Linked DNA regions of Ovis aries: region 1 is linked to region 2. The links are chromatin contacts, called in public Hi-C maps. All regions are on one chromosome and are shown on one strand. Each heading gives the region's core, a stretch centred on a gene start, on an enhancer-like site or on the middle of the called end of the contact. The rest is flanking DNA. Distances are from core to core; before and after follow the strand shown. Region 1 overlaps LRP5 (LDL receptor related protein 5). Region 2 has its middle 11 kb from the start of LRP5.

What was found. Hi-C and Micro-C count contacts between places; a contact is called where the count stands out from the background.
Region 1: a Hi-C map of liver shows a contact between it and region 2, with 2.5 times the contacts expected there. The contact joins two enhancer-like sites. A contact is called at or near these places in 3 of 16 Hi-C or Micro-C datasets (liver, muscle and omental adipose tissue).

What each region holds. Positions count from the first base shown.
Region 1 is chr21:42,261,814-42,268,036 of ARS-UI_Ramb_v3.0, forward strand. It overlaps LRP5 (LDL receptor related protein 5), which reads left to right. Exons shown (of 23, transcript XM_027959820.3): 6 at 5,836-6,223. Among named protein-coding and RNA genes, the nearest start is that of TRNAA-AGC, 63 kb to the right of the region's middle. Within about 2 kb of position 1,323, at least 11 of the 54 cell types and tissues checked have an H3K27ac peak or open chromatin away from gene starts, as enhancers often do. A contact at or near this core is called in liver, where this site is marked.
Region 2 is chr21:42,181,996-42,188,348 of ARS-UI_Ramb_v3.0, forward strand. No RefSeq gene overlaps it. Among named protein-coding and RNA genes, the nearest start is that of LRP5, 11 kb to the right of the region's middle. Within about 2 kb of position 4,521, at least 7 of the 54 cell types and tissues checked have an H3K27ac peak or open chromatin away from gene starts, as enhancers often do. A contact at or near this core is called in liver, where this site is marked.

The sequences.
Region 1 (6,223 bases), core at 73-2,572, 77 kb after region 2:
GATCATGAGAGGAGTGTTTGGTGACCTCGGAAAGCGGTAGGGCCTTCAGGTTTTGGCGCCCACGTAGGACGCTTTGCTTGCACGCCTTTGCTGACGGGTCAACTGTGGCAGCTTCTACACGGTGGTGGAGCCGAGGGGCCGTGAGAGGCGGCTGTGGCCTTGCAGAGCCCGGAGCGTTTGCTGTCCGCCCCTGGATGGAAGGCGCACAGAGCCCTGTGGGGACTGGAAGGCAGGCCGGAGGGTGTGGAGATGATGCTGTTCACGGGGGCTTCCTCTGGCCTCGGTCCCGGGGGGCTCTGTGTGTCTCGTGGCCAGGCTCTGCCACCCCCACTGCCTGCCCTTTCCACAAGGCTTCCTTGCAGACAAGGGTGGGCTCGGAGCTGCCCCGGCATTCAGCGTGCAGAAGGTATTCAGAGTAGAGTCGTGGTCTGCTGGTCCACCCTCGGCGGGTACCCAGCCTCCGAGCTCAGATCGGACCCCACGGAAAGGGGGCGGTGGAGGGTTGCCCCACGCCTGCCTGCGGGGCTGCAGAGCGGCCTCCACAGCGCCCCTGTGTCTGGAGTTCCTGCCCTTGAACCCGTTCTTCTGTGGAAAGTGTCCCCCCACCCCGTGCTCCCCAACTGTTGGGAACAGAATCATATCCCCCCCAAAAGACAACGGTGAAGTCCGCAGCCTTGGAACCTGTGGATGTGACCTGATTAGGAGATAGTCTCTGCAGCGGGAACCAAGACAAGGTCGTGCTGTGCTTGGATGGGCCTGACAGCTGGGGATCAGTCATCTTCTCGGAGGGCTGCTTAGACACAGACCCCGGGGAGGAGGGCGAGTTAAGATGGAGGCAAGCAGCCACAGCCCAGGGGGTGTCGGGGACTGCTGGCAATGACCAGAAGCTGCAAGAGGCTGAGAACGGCTCTTCCCAGACTCTTTCGCGGGAGCTTGGCCCTGCCAGCACCTTGATTTTGAATATTTAATTTGTTTATGTTTATTTTATTGATGGATTGATATTTATTTTGTTTATTTTACTGAGTTGGCTGTGCCGGGTCTTAGTTGCAGCATGTGGGATCTAGCTCCCCTACCAGGGATCGAACCTGGGCCCCCTGCATTGGGAGTGCAGAGTGTTGTTAGCCACTGGACCACCAGGAAGTCCTCAGCACCTTGACTTTTGACTTCTGGCCTCTGGGACTGTCAGAGAAGCAGTCTCTGCTGAAAAGAGCTGCCCAGTTTGCGGGGGATGTGGCTGCAGTGCTCGTTTGTGGGGATGGTGGCTCGGTCTGGATGCTATGTTGTCAGGGAGGAGGGCTTGAGCTGGATGAGTCCCTGGCGTCGGGCTCTCCCTCCTGTCTGCTTATCCATTTTGAGGCGAACACTCTGCTGGGGAGGGCTGTGTCCCGAGCCCCATGCCTGACCCCAAGGCAGGGGTGCGCCCCTCTTTCCCGCGTGGGTGGATGCAGGGGGGAGGGCAGCGGTCAGAAGCCGGCCGAGGAGGCTCCAGGGACTGCTGCCCAGACAGCAAGGGAAGCTTTCACTTTCTTCGGCAGAGCCGCGGGGCAGGCTATTTGTTTAAACAACCCCAAAGAAAACCATTTGGCCAAACTGTTAAGTTTCTAAACAGTTTACTTCCCTGGTGTTTAAACAAAGTCCTCCCCAGGCCCTGTGTCTGGTCCCAGGGAGGGGGTTGGCCTCTCTTCCTGCTGGGCCGGCCCAGCGCCCTGCGCCCACTCCAAGGCCAGCTGCTACTTGTGCCTCCCCACAAACAACCCTGGAGGTCGCCCCGGTGAGCGTCTGCCGACCAAGGGTTCCAGGCCCGCTTTGGGGTCTTCTCTCTGCAGCTGCCCTGCTGACCTGGCCCGGGACAGCACTCCCCATGTCTCCGTGTTGGGCTTTGCCTGCTCAGACCTTCAGGCTGACCAGGGCCAGACCTTGGCTTTCTCCTGGGGGTCCTGGTCTCTGTGTGTGTGGTTTTTTTTTTTTTTTTTTGCAAAGCTCAGCTAAAAACCTCAAAGGCTCCGTGGCCCAAGGGGTGTCAGAGGAGCCCCCCAACCCCGGTTTGGAGTCAGTCAACACCTACAGATTTATCCCAGCGTTTAATTGCTGCCTCAGCCACAGAGACTTGATTCTAGGAAACACTGATGATGGGGCTTCCTGATGGTGGGGTGTGCTCGAGGCTTTGTATTGACTGGTTACCTGAGGGCTGGGTCTGGGCACACTTCGCCCCTGGTGGCTCTGCGCCCATCGGGGACAGGTTGCTGGAATCTGTTGCATCCAGGGTCACAGCCCTGTGGATTCCAGAGGCTCCTGCTGGAGCCCAGAGCCCTAGTCTCAGCCAGCCCCCTCCTCAGGTGCCCATGACCCCTGCTTTCCTCCCAGCGCTGGTTCATTAACGGTCTTGCTCACTGAAGATCTGTGCCCTGTAACTGCAGGAGCACCCTGCGGGCAGTTCCCGTATCTCTTCTGTCCACTCCCAACCCCAGAACGTGGTTTGGGGCCTGGCCTGAAACTGCTGCCCACAAAGCCACTGGTGGGGCAACCAGGCCTGCTGGGCCAGTGCACTGACCTTGGGCTTCCTGCATGTGCCAGCTCTGGGGATTGAAGTGTTCATGGGACCTTATTTTTCCCACTTGCTGCTGTGTGTCCTTGGGTGAAGAGCTTAACCTCTCTGTGCGGCGGGATTCCTCTGCAGTAAAACAGAGCATGAATCCACCTCAGAGGTTGTTGTGAGGATGGTGCTATCTTGGATAACTGTGTCTGTAGGATCATGGGAACAGGGATGGGTGAAACAGGCTCAAAATATGTTTGGGAACCGAGTGTCTGGTTCCCTAAGGAACCAGCATTTTCTGGGCAATCTCACCAGCTCCCATGGGGGCAGATTAAGGCAGAACCCACCACAGAGTTTGGTTTATGGTTCTCCTTGATATCAGGGCTAGATGGGGACTCCCATCAGGTCAGGCTGAGTCTTCACTCTAAATGAGGAAACCAAGGCCCAGAGAGGGCTAGAGAGCTGCCCCAAGTCACACTGCAGGAGCGGGTCCAGGAAGTATCTGCCCTGAATTCTCTCTGCTTGTCCTGGGATATTGGCACCTGCTCTAGGCAGGGCCTTGTGTTGGGGGGCTGTAGAGAGCAGAGCCGAGTATGGGCCAGCATCCCTGTGAGGCAGTAGGTGGGGTGCCTGTGTGTGTGGTCCCTCTGACCACTTGGAGGGGAAGCAGGGATGGCTTCCTGGAGGAGGAGGCGGCCCGTGACCTGGCCCTTGAAAAGCAGCCCTGATGTTACTAGGACGTTTTGGGAATGAAGCCCAGCAGAACTCCCCTCCTCTCTGTCCGCCATACACCAAGCCAGAACTTGCATCAGCACCTCTAGCTAAAGCTGGGTTCGGGGAGGTTTCCATGAAGCCGGGTGCCTGGGCACCTTCTCCAGCACTCCCTGCACCTCCCGTTTTACCCCATCTGCCTCAGTTTCCCCAGCCCTCAGTTCGTGAAGCCGTTGCTGTCCGTGAGCACCCTCTAGTGGGGGAATTGGGTTATGAACACGGGGCCTTGGATCAAGTTCCTGCCCTCACTGGAAACGCAAGGCAGGGTGACCCCAGAATCCCTCCGCAAAACAGCGGGTTCCGAGGGCTCCGCCCTGAGGCAAGAAGCTGATCGGCTGTTTGAGGCCTGTGGCTGGACCAGGCGTGAGGAGACCCGCGCAGTTGGGTGCAGAGCCCGGTCCTGGGGGCCTAGGCATGAGGGGTGCTGGGTTGGTCCCCACCCTGTCGGCAGCCCTCCCTGCTGTGTGACTTCAGCCGGGTCCTTGCCTGTTCTAGGCCTTTCGTCAGACCAGGCAAGGGGCCCCCGGAGTGCCAGAGGTGGCTTCTGAGCATAATCTTTTTGCTTCTGTGGATCCTCGAGACCAGAAGGGGCCAGAGTGAGTGAACGGGTGGTGGTGGGGGAGGGCCACATCCTGGCCCCAGCAGCCTCTCGGGGTATCCGGGTCAGGGCTGGCCAGCACCCCCGGAGCCCTACACACGAGGCTCTGTGCAGTAGCATGCGAGGCTACCTCGGCCGAAAGTTCTGATGACTCCCTGGGACGATCCAGGACGTGTTTTGTTCAGGGCAGATTCTGCTCAGAGGCCGAGACTGTCTTTGCCAATGATTTATCTGACACAGGTTCACCATGGGGAACTATGATTTATGCTGTTAATAGTTCACAAGTTGGTACTGTAAGGAATACTGTCTCTTAATAAGTCAGTGAAGAAATAATATCATTGTTTCATCACTAAGTCGTGTCCGACTCTGCGATCCTAGGAGTGCAGCACTCCAGGCTGCCCTGTCCTTCAGTGTCTCTTGGAGTTTGGTTGGTGATGCCATCCAGCCATCTCATCTGCTGCCCCCGTCTCTTTTTGCCTTCAATCTTTCCCGGCATCAGGGTCTTTTCCAATGAGTCGACTTTTCCCATCAGGTGGCCAAGTATTGAAGCTTCAGCTTTAGCATCAGTCCTTGCAATGAATATTCAGGGTTGATTTCCTTTTACAATGGACTGATTTTTGTTCTTGCGGTCCAAGGGATGCTCAAGAATCTTCTCCAGCACCACAGTTCGAAACCATCCATTTTTTGGTGCTTAACCTTCTTTATGGTCAGCTCTCACATCCCTGTACTCAAAACCAGTTACATTATTGTTCCAGGCAAAGGGGAGGCAAGAGCAGTTAAGGTGCGCCTTTCAACGAGCTGTTTCTCTGTAGAGTCAGTCCATCCAGTTAAAAGCTGCATATCGGCTGCTGGCTCAGGTCCCTTGCTAGTGGGCAACAGCGCCTTTTGGGTGGGCAAGGTGGGCTGCTATCAAGGTCATCACTCAGGGGCCTTACGCGGCTCTCCCATGGTCTGTGTGGAGGAGCCTTTCCAGGGCAGGAACAGCTGTTTTCTCCCTTCCTGAGATGGCCGCACGCTTTCACAGCACTGCTGACCGGGAGTAGCCTGGGCATGGCTGGAGCTCTCAAGATCTCTGGAGAGCAGTGTAGGTCAGCCAAGCATCTCCTTGCCCAGGACTCACAGACTTTCAGTATTTAGAGTCTAAATGTCCTTTGAGTCATCGTCCCTATCAAGAAGCCCCCCAGCAGAGCCTGGAGTCTGTGACCAGCTGAACTTATCAGCCATGAAAGGTATCGATGACGTCACCCTGGCTTGGCTTCCTCCATGTAAACAGATTCACCTTTAGATCAAAACAGCTTCACTGTAAATAAGCCGATTGGAAGTCACAGCAAATCAGTAACACAACAAAGCGCAATATGGCCAGGGTGACAAAGGGGAAGGCGCTTACCGGTGTTGGTGAGATGGCCACCTGGGAGGACAGACTTGTGATGGTGTGCGTGGTCACGGGACTTGAAGCTGCCTTGCTGGGTGGGTATAGGGAGGCAGGGTGGGCTTCAGGGAAGAGGTGGCATTTGAGTCCAGTGGGAGCTTTGAGGAGTATGGTGAGCAAGCAGGGCCTGGAGCCCAGAGCCTGGGCAGGACTGGTTACTGGGGCTGTTTGTGGCCAGGAGAGGGGCTTGCAGGGGAAAAGGCGGACTGAGCAGGAAGCAGCTCTCATAGTGGCTAAAGTCAGATGGCTGTGTGGCTTTCGACTGGCTGCTTAACCTTTCTGTGCCTCTGTTTTCTGTAAGACGGTGATAGAAGTAGCTCCAGATGAACTAGGGATCATGTAGGAAGATCCCGTGAATATTCCCTAACCTTACCTGCCCCAGGAAGGAAGCCCCCGGGACCTGGCCAAGCCCCTCCCCTGCCGCAACCCCCACCCCCACCCCCTCCCTGCAGGCCTGCCGTGCTGCCCGCCTCTGACCCCACTGCTCGTGTGTGTCGGTCACAGGGGCAGAGGAGGTGCTGCTGCTGGCGCGGCGGACAGACCTGCGGAGGATCTCGCTGGACACGCCGGACTTCACGGACATCGTGCTGCAGGTGGACGACATCCGGCACGCCATCGCCATCGACTACGACCCGCTGGAGGGCTATGTCTACTGGACGGACGATGAGGTGCGGGCCATCCGGAGGGCGTACCTGGACGGGTCGGGGGCGCAGACGCTGGTCAACACCGAGATCAATGACCCTGACGGCATCGCGGTTGACTGGGTGGCCCGCAACCTCTATTGGACCGACACCGGCACCGACCGCATTGAGGTGACGCGCCTCAATGGCACCTCCCGCAAGATCCTGGTGTCCGAGGATCTGGACGAGCCCCGTGCCATCGTGCTGCACCC
Region 2 (6,353 bases), core at 3,271-5,770:
TTTCTTTAGGATTGATTGGTTTGATCTCCTTACAGTCCAAGAGACTCTCAAGAGTCTTCTCCAACACCACAGTTCAAAAGCATCAGTTCTTCGGTGTTCAGCCTTTTTTATGGTTCAACTCTCAGATCCATACATGACTACTGAAAAAACCATAGCCTTGACTAGACGGACCTTTGTTGGCAAATTAATGTCTCTGCCTTTTAATATGCTGTCTAGGTTGGTCATAACATTTCTTCCAAGGAGCAAGTGTCTTTTAATTTCAGGGCTGCAGTCACCATCTGCAGTGATTTTGGAGCCCAAGAAAATAAAATCTGTCACTGTTTCCATTGTTTCCCCGTCTATTTGCCATGAAGCAGTGGAATCAGATGCCATGATTCTGAAGGTTGAGTTTAAGCCAGCTTTTCGACTCTCCTCTTTCACCTTCATTAAAAAGCTCTTCAGTTCCTCTTTGCTTTCTGCCATAAGGGTGGTGTCATCTGCACATCTGAGGTTATTTCTCCCAGCAATTTTGATTCCAGCTTATGCTTCATACAATCTGGCATTTTGCATGATGTACTTTGCATATAAGCTAAATAATCAGGGTGACACTATACAGCCTTGACGTACTCCTTTCCCAGTTTGGAACCAGTCTGTTGTTCCATGTCTGGTTCTAACTGTTGCTTCTTGACCTGCATATAGATTTTTCAGGAGGCAGGTAAGATGGGCTAGTATTTCCATCTCTTGAAGAATTTTCCACAGTTTGTTGTGATGCACACAGTCAAAGGCTTTGGCATAGTCAGTAAAGCAGAAATATATGTTTTTATGGAATTCTCTTGCTTTTTCTATGATCTCTGGTTCCTCTGCCTTTTCTAAATCCAGTTTGTACATCTGGAAGTTCTCGGTTCATGTACTGTTGAAGCCTTGCTTGGAGAATTTTGAGCATTACTTTGCTAGTGTGTGAAATGAGTGCAATTGTGCAATACTTAGAACATTCTTTGGCATTGCCTTTCTTTAGGATTGGAACAAAAACTGACCTTTTCCAGTCCTGCAGCCACTGCTAAGTTTTCCAAATTTGCTGGCATATTGAATATAACACTTAAACAGCATTATTTTTAGGATTTGAAATAGCTCAGCTGGAATTCCATCACCTCCACTCTCTTTGTTCATAGTGATGCTTCCTAAGGCCGACTTGACTTGGCATTCCAGGATGTCTGGCTCTAGGTGGGTGATCACACCATCTGGGTCATTAAGATCTCTTCTGTATAGCTCTTCTGTGTATTCTTGCCAGCTCTTGTTAATATCTTCTGCTTCTGTTAGGTCCATACCATTTCTGTTCTTTATTGTGCCCATCTTTGCATGAAATATTCCCTTGGTATCTCTAATTTTCTTGAAGAGGTCTCTAGTCTTTCCTATTATATTATTTTCCTATATTTCTTTGCAGTAATCACTTAGGAAGGGAAGGCTTTCTTATCTCTCCTTGCTGTTCTTTGGAACTCTGCATTCAGATGGGTATAACTTTCCTTTTCTCCTTTGCCTTTTGCTTCTTTTCTCAGCTATCTGTAATCCCCCCTCAGACAACCATTTTGGCCTTTTGCATTTCTTTTTCTTGGGGATGATCACAGCCTCCTCTACAGTGTTAAAAACCTCCATCCATAGTTCTTCAGGCACTCTGTCTATCAGATCTAGGCCCTTGAATCTATTTCTCACTTCCACCGTATAATCATAAGGGATTTGATTTAGGTCATACCTGAATGGTCTAGTGGTTTTCCCTACTTTCTTCAGTTTAAGTCTGAATTTGGCAATAAGGAGTTCACGATCTGAGCCACAGTCAGCTCCTGGTCTTGTTTTTGCTGACTGTATAGAGCTTCTCCATCTTTGGCTGCAAAGAATATAATCAATCTGATTTCGGTATTAACCATCTGGTGATGTCCATGTGTAGAGTCTTCTCTTGTGTTGTTGGAAGAGGGTGTTTGCTATGACCAGTGTGTTCTCTTGGCAAAACTGTTAGCCTTTGCCCTGCTTCATTCTGTACTCCACGGTCAAACCTGCCTGTTACTCCAGGTATTTTTTGACTTCCTACTTTTGCATTCCAGTTCCCTATTATGAAAAAGACATCTTTTTTCGGTGTTAGTTCTAGAATATGAACTGGAATCTGTGCCTTGGGAGCAAGCTTTTCTGTCCACTGCCTGGTTTTCTTAATTCCCGGTTCTGCCAAGTGGGCAGATCCTGTTATCCCCACTGGCACAGATTAGGAAACTGAGGTCTCCAGGGGTTCCACAACTTGCCCAAGGTCATGAGTGGGGTCGAACTTGTTCCCTGATCCCAGGGCTGGCAGGTCCTTCTCCATGCCACTCGGTGTTGACAAGCGCTTTCCTTGAATCCCTGAGCACCTGGAGAGCCTGGCATGGCAGGATGCTGCTGCCCCCTCGTGGCTACTCGGATCACTGCAGGCCTGAGCTAGGAGCCCCTGGAGCAGGGTCAGGCCTGAACCGCTGACTCCAGAGGCCCTTAGTCTCTTCCTTGCTCCCCTCACTTCCCCGACCCCCCAGGACTTGGGAGAGATGCTGCAGTGAAAAGGTAAAAAAGGAAAATGAGTTTTTCTTTTGTTTCCTAAGAACAAAGAAGATGCAGCAGTGAGCAGGCCTGATCACTCCTAGCTTTTATTTGGTGTGTGCGCCCAGTGGCTCCGTCGTGTCCGACTCTTTGTGACCCTGTGGACTGTAGCCCACCAGGTTCCTCTGTCCATGGGACTCTCCAGGCAAGCATACTGGAATGGGTTGCCATCCTGTCATTTCCTATTCCAGCGGATCTTCCCAACCCAGGGATCAAACTTGTGTCTCCGTCTCCTATACTGGCCAGCAGATCCTTTATCACTTGAGCCACTTGGAAAGCCCCAGGTTTTACTTGAACTGTTCCTAATCTGTTCTGCCCCCTAACTCTGCATAAGCTTTATTCTGCATCTACTAGCCTTTGTGCGTGCGTGCTAAGTTGCTCTGTGCGACCCCATGGACTGTAGCCTGCCAGGCTCCTCTGTCCATGGGATTCTCCAGGCAAGAAGACTGGAGTGGGTTCGACGCCCTCCTCCAACTATCCTTTGACGCCATGCTAATTACACCTTTACAGAACTCTCTTTGCAGACCATCCCTTGTAGTTTTTCTCTTTTTGCCTTATAGAAAGAAGGCCTCAGTACAATACACAAAAGACAATGGACCCAACTACCCAACTGCCAGACCCAGTTACTGGGCTACCTGACACCAGCCTGTGACTGTTGTGAAAGAATACTAGAGGAAGAAGAATGCAAGATCCTGACACCTTTGTTCCTCGTCACCAACCTCTGACTGCGGGCCCGCATCCATGTAATCCCCCAGATTTCTCATGGAAAGGGGGCACCATTCTTGAGGCACAAACCTCCTTCCGCCATCTGAGGATTACAGCCACCTTTCTATTTCCTCCAAACTGTCTCCATGTTTTCTTTTTTCTTACTTGGTTTTCGTGGGCACAAAGAAAGCCCAGATTTCGGTAGCATCAGAGAGGAGAAATAACAAAAGCCTGCAGCTCCATGCTTTGCTCCCTGTGGGATCTCAGTCAAGTCACCTAACCAGCCGGGCCTCAGTTTTCCCATCTATAGAATGAGCATAATCCCTCTTCCGGTAGGAGGATTTCATGAGCAGGCAGGTGCTCCTGGAGAACCTAGACCCTGGGCTGGGGAAGACGCACCGGTAGCCCCGTCGTCCCCCTCTTCACCCCACCCCACCCTAGAGAAAGCAGCGGGCAGCCCGCAGGGGGTACACTACGTCCTTGCTGGGAGCAAACACTCGGTGCAAAGTCTGCAGCGTTAGTTGACTGGGCGGTGGGGGCTGCTCATCAAAGGCGCCCACGCGCCCTGCGGGCCATTGCGGGCGGTGAGCTTTGGCAGGAGGCTCGCTGATAAGCAGGGAGGATGTGTGATCCTGGCCCGGGAGGGGCTCGGGCAGGAGGCGCCTCCCCCGCGGTCCGCACCTGGTGCTGCCCAGGGACAAGGCCGAGAGGCCGGCTGTGCCTCGCCACTGCCTGAGGGAGGGTCTGTGTCCTCGCCGAGCCCAGCGCCCCCGCACGGGTCTCTCCGGGCTCAGCACCAGGCCCGGATATCCAAGGGGATCTCCGCGGGCGGGGATGGGGGTGTAGGTAGGTGCGGGGGGGCTGGGGGCGGGGCGGAGAGGGAGATAACCCCCGCCCACTCCCCCCAGAAGCTGGGGGCTGGTGCTGCTTCTAAGACCCCAGGGGCAGAAGGCGGAGCCTTCAGGGGACCCAGGATTCAAGACTCTTTCCAGGCACCCTCCTCCACCGCGGAGGCGGAAGGGGACTTCTAGAATCTGCGATCACAGCTTCCTCCGGAGACCGCCAGACCCCCGCCCCCCAAGTCTGAGTGCCAGGAACGCTCCTGCACAAAGATCACCCTTCCTCCCCGCCCCCCCCCCTCCCCCCCGCCACAAGGCAGCTGCTCTTGGCCTCTGGCCGCGGGTCATTGGTCCCTGCACACACTGGCCTCCCATGGGAGCGCCAGCCCCTGTGGGTACCTGTTCCAGCCAACTCTGTGAAGGCTCAGCCCACCTCGCCACCCTGCTCTGAGGGCCCCTGCCTCCCCCAGAGAAAGGGGACCCTCAGGCCTGCAGAGACCCAGTGGGAGACCTCAAGACCGCGGGGCCAGGAGAACTATGACCAGCCGGAAGGAGCTGTGCCCGACCTGGGGGAGGGCAGAGAGGCAGCAGGGAGAGCCATCAGGGGCACTGGGGAGCCAGAGAGGGTTTGTGTGAAGGGAGGGCCCTGCCAGGTGGGCATTTTAGGGCCATCATGCTGGCTGCACTGACGGACAGGCCACAGTGGGGAGAGCGGCAAAGAGAAGAAAGAAAGTGAGGTCGCTCAGTTGTGGCCGACTCTGTGACCCCATGGACTCTAGCCCGCCTAGCTCCTCCGTCCATGGGATTCTCCAGGCAAGAATACTGGAGTGGGTTGCCGTTTCCTCCTCCAGGGAATCTTCCCAACTCAGGGATCGAGCCTGGGTCTCCTGCACTGCAGGCAGTCTTTAACGTCTGGGCCACCAGGGGCTCCTGCAGCAAAGAGGGCCGTGCCTAATACAGGGCAGCGTGTGAGTAGGATAGCGTGTGACAGTCTGGAAGGGGGAAGGGGCTCAAGGGAGGGAGGCTGGGGAGGGGGCGTTTGAGACCTGCAGAAGCCTCACCAAGACGGACGCAGCAGCAATGGCCTGTGCAGCTGGCGACCGAAGGTCATCGCAGGGGCAGGACTGAATGAGCAGGTGGTGAGACCAGGCGGAGAGTGTAGACGGTGGGCTGGAAGGGCTTGGCAGCTGAGCGGACAGACAGGAAGGCCTGGTGGGGGATGGTGAGGTTTTGCTGCCCTTTCTTAAGAAGGGAGAATCTTGCTGGTGTTTGCAAACTGAGCAGCATGAACTGGCCTGTGGCCAGACCTGAGGGGTCCCTGCAGGGGGCCAGGACCTGGGGAAGGGGAGGTGGTCGCTTCAAGTGGGGGTTAGCCTGGCAGGGGCAGAGCCTGGAGACTAGGTCCCTATCCCGGCCTGGCCACTGTCCAGCTGCCTGACCTCCTGCAAGCGCTGACCTCTCTCTCTAGTCTCCAAGGGGGCAGTTAAGATGGGACTTCCTGCCTCCATTCTGACGCTGGTGCATGCTCAGTCGTTCAGTCGTATCCGATTCTTTGTGACCCCATGGACTGTAGTCCGCCAGGCTCCTCTGTCGTGGGATTTTCTTGGAGTGGGTTGCCATGCCCTCCTCCAGGGGATCTTCCCAACCCAGGGATCGAACCCGTGTCTCCTGCATTGCAGGCAGATTCTTTACCGGAAGCCCATTCTGTCTGATATTGAAGGTCTAAAACAGAACAGTAAGTGCCCTCTCGCCTGGGTCTCCAAGCTTCAGAGGGGCCCACTCTGCCCCTCCAGCTTGCCCATTCCCCACTGGTGACCCGTGGGGACCCCTGGCGACCCCCACCCCCCACCTCGCCCCAGCACAGGGCCCAATCCAGGCAGTATGGGCACCTCTCCCAGACCCTACCTCCCGCCGCAGACCTCGCCCTGGGGCAAAAGTCCAGAGAGGTCCTGGGCTGGGTCTCCTGACACCTGGCTCCCACACAGAAGAGTCCAGAAAGTTCTGCCTGGCACTCCCTACCTGCTGTCGCGACTGTGTATTTGTCCAGCCAACAAATAAAGAGGGAACCCACACTCTTTATTCCAGTCTGTGGGCTGATTTATAACATTATTTTTTTACGGTTACCACCCATAATTTTATTATCTAGGTTCAAAACGCTTTAAGGTTTTGCCACATTTGCCAAAAACAAAAATATCGAAAGTATGTCACAGACAGTAT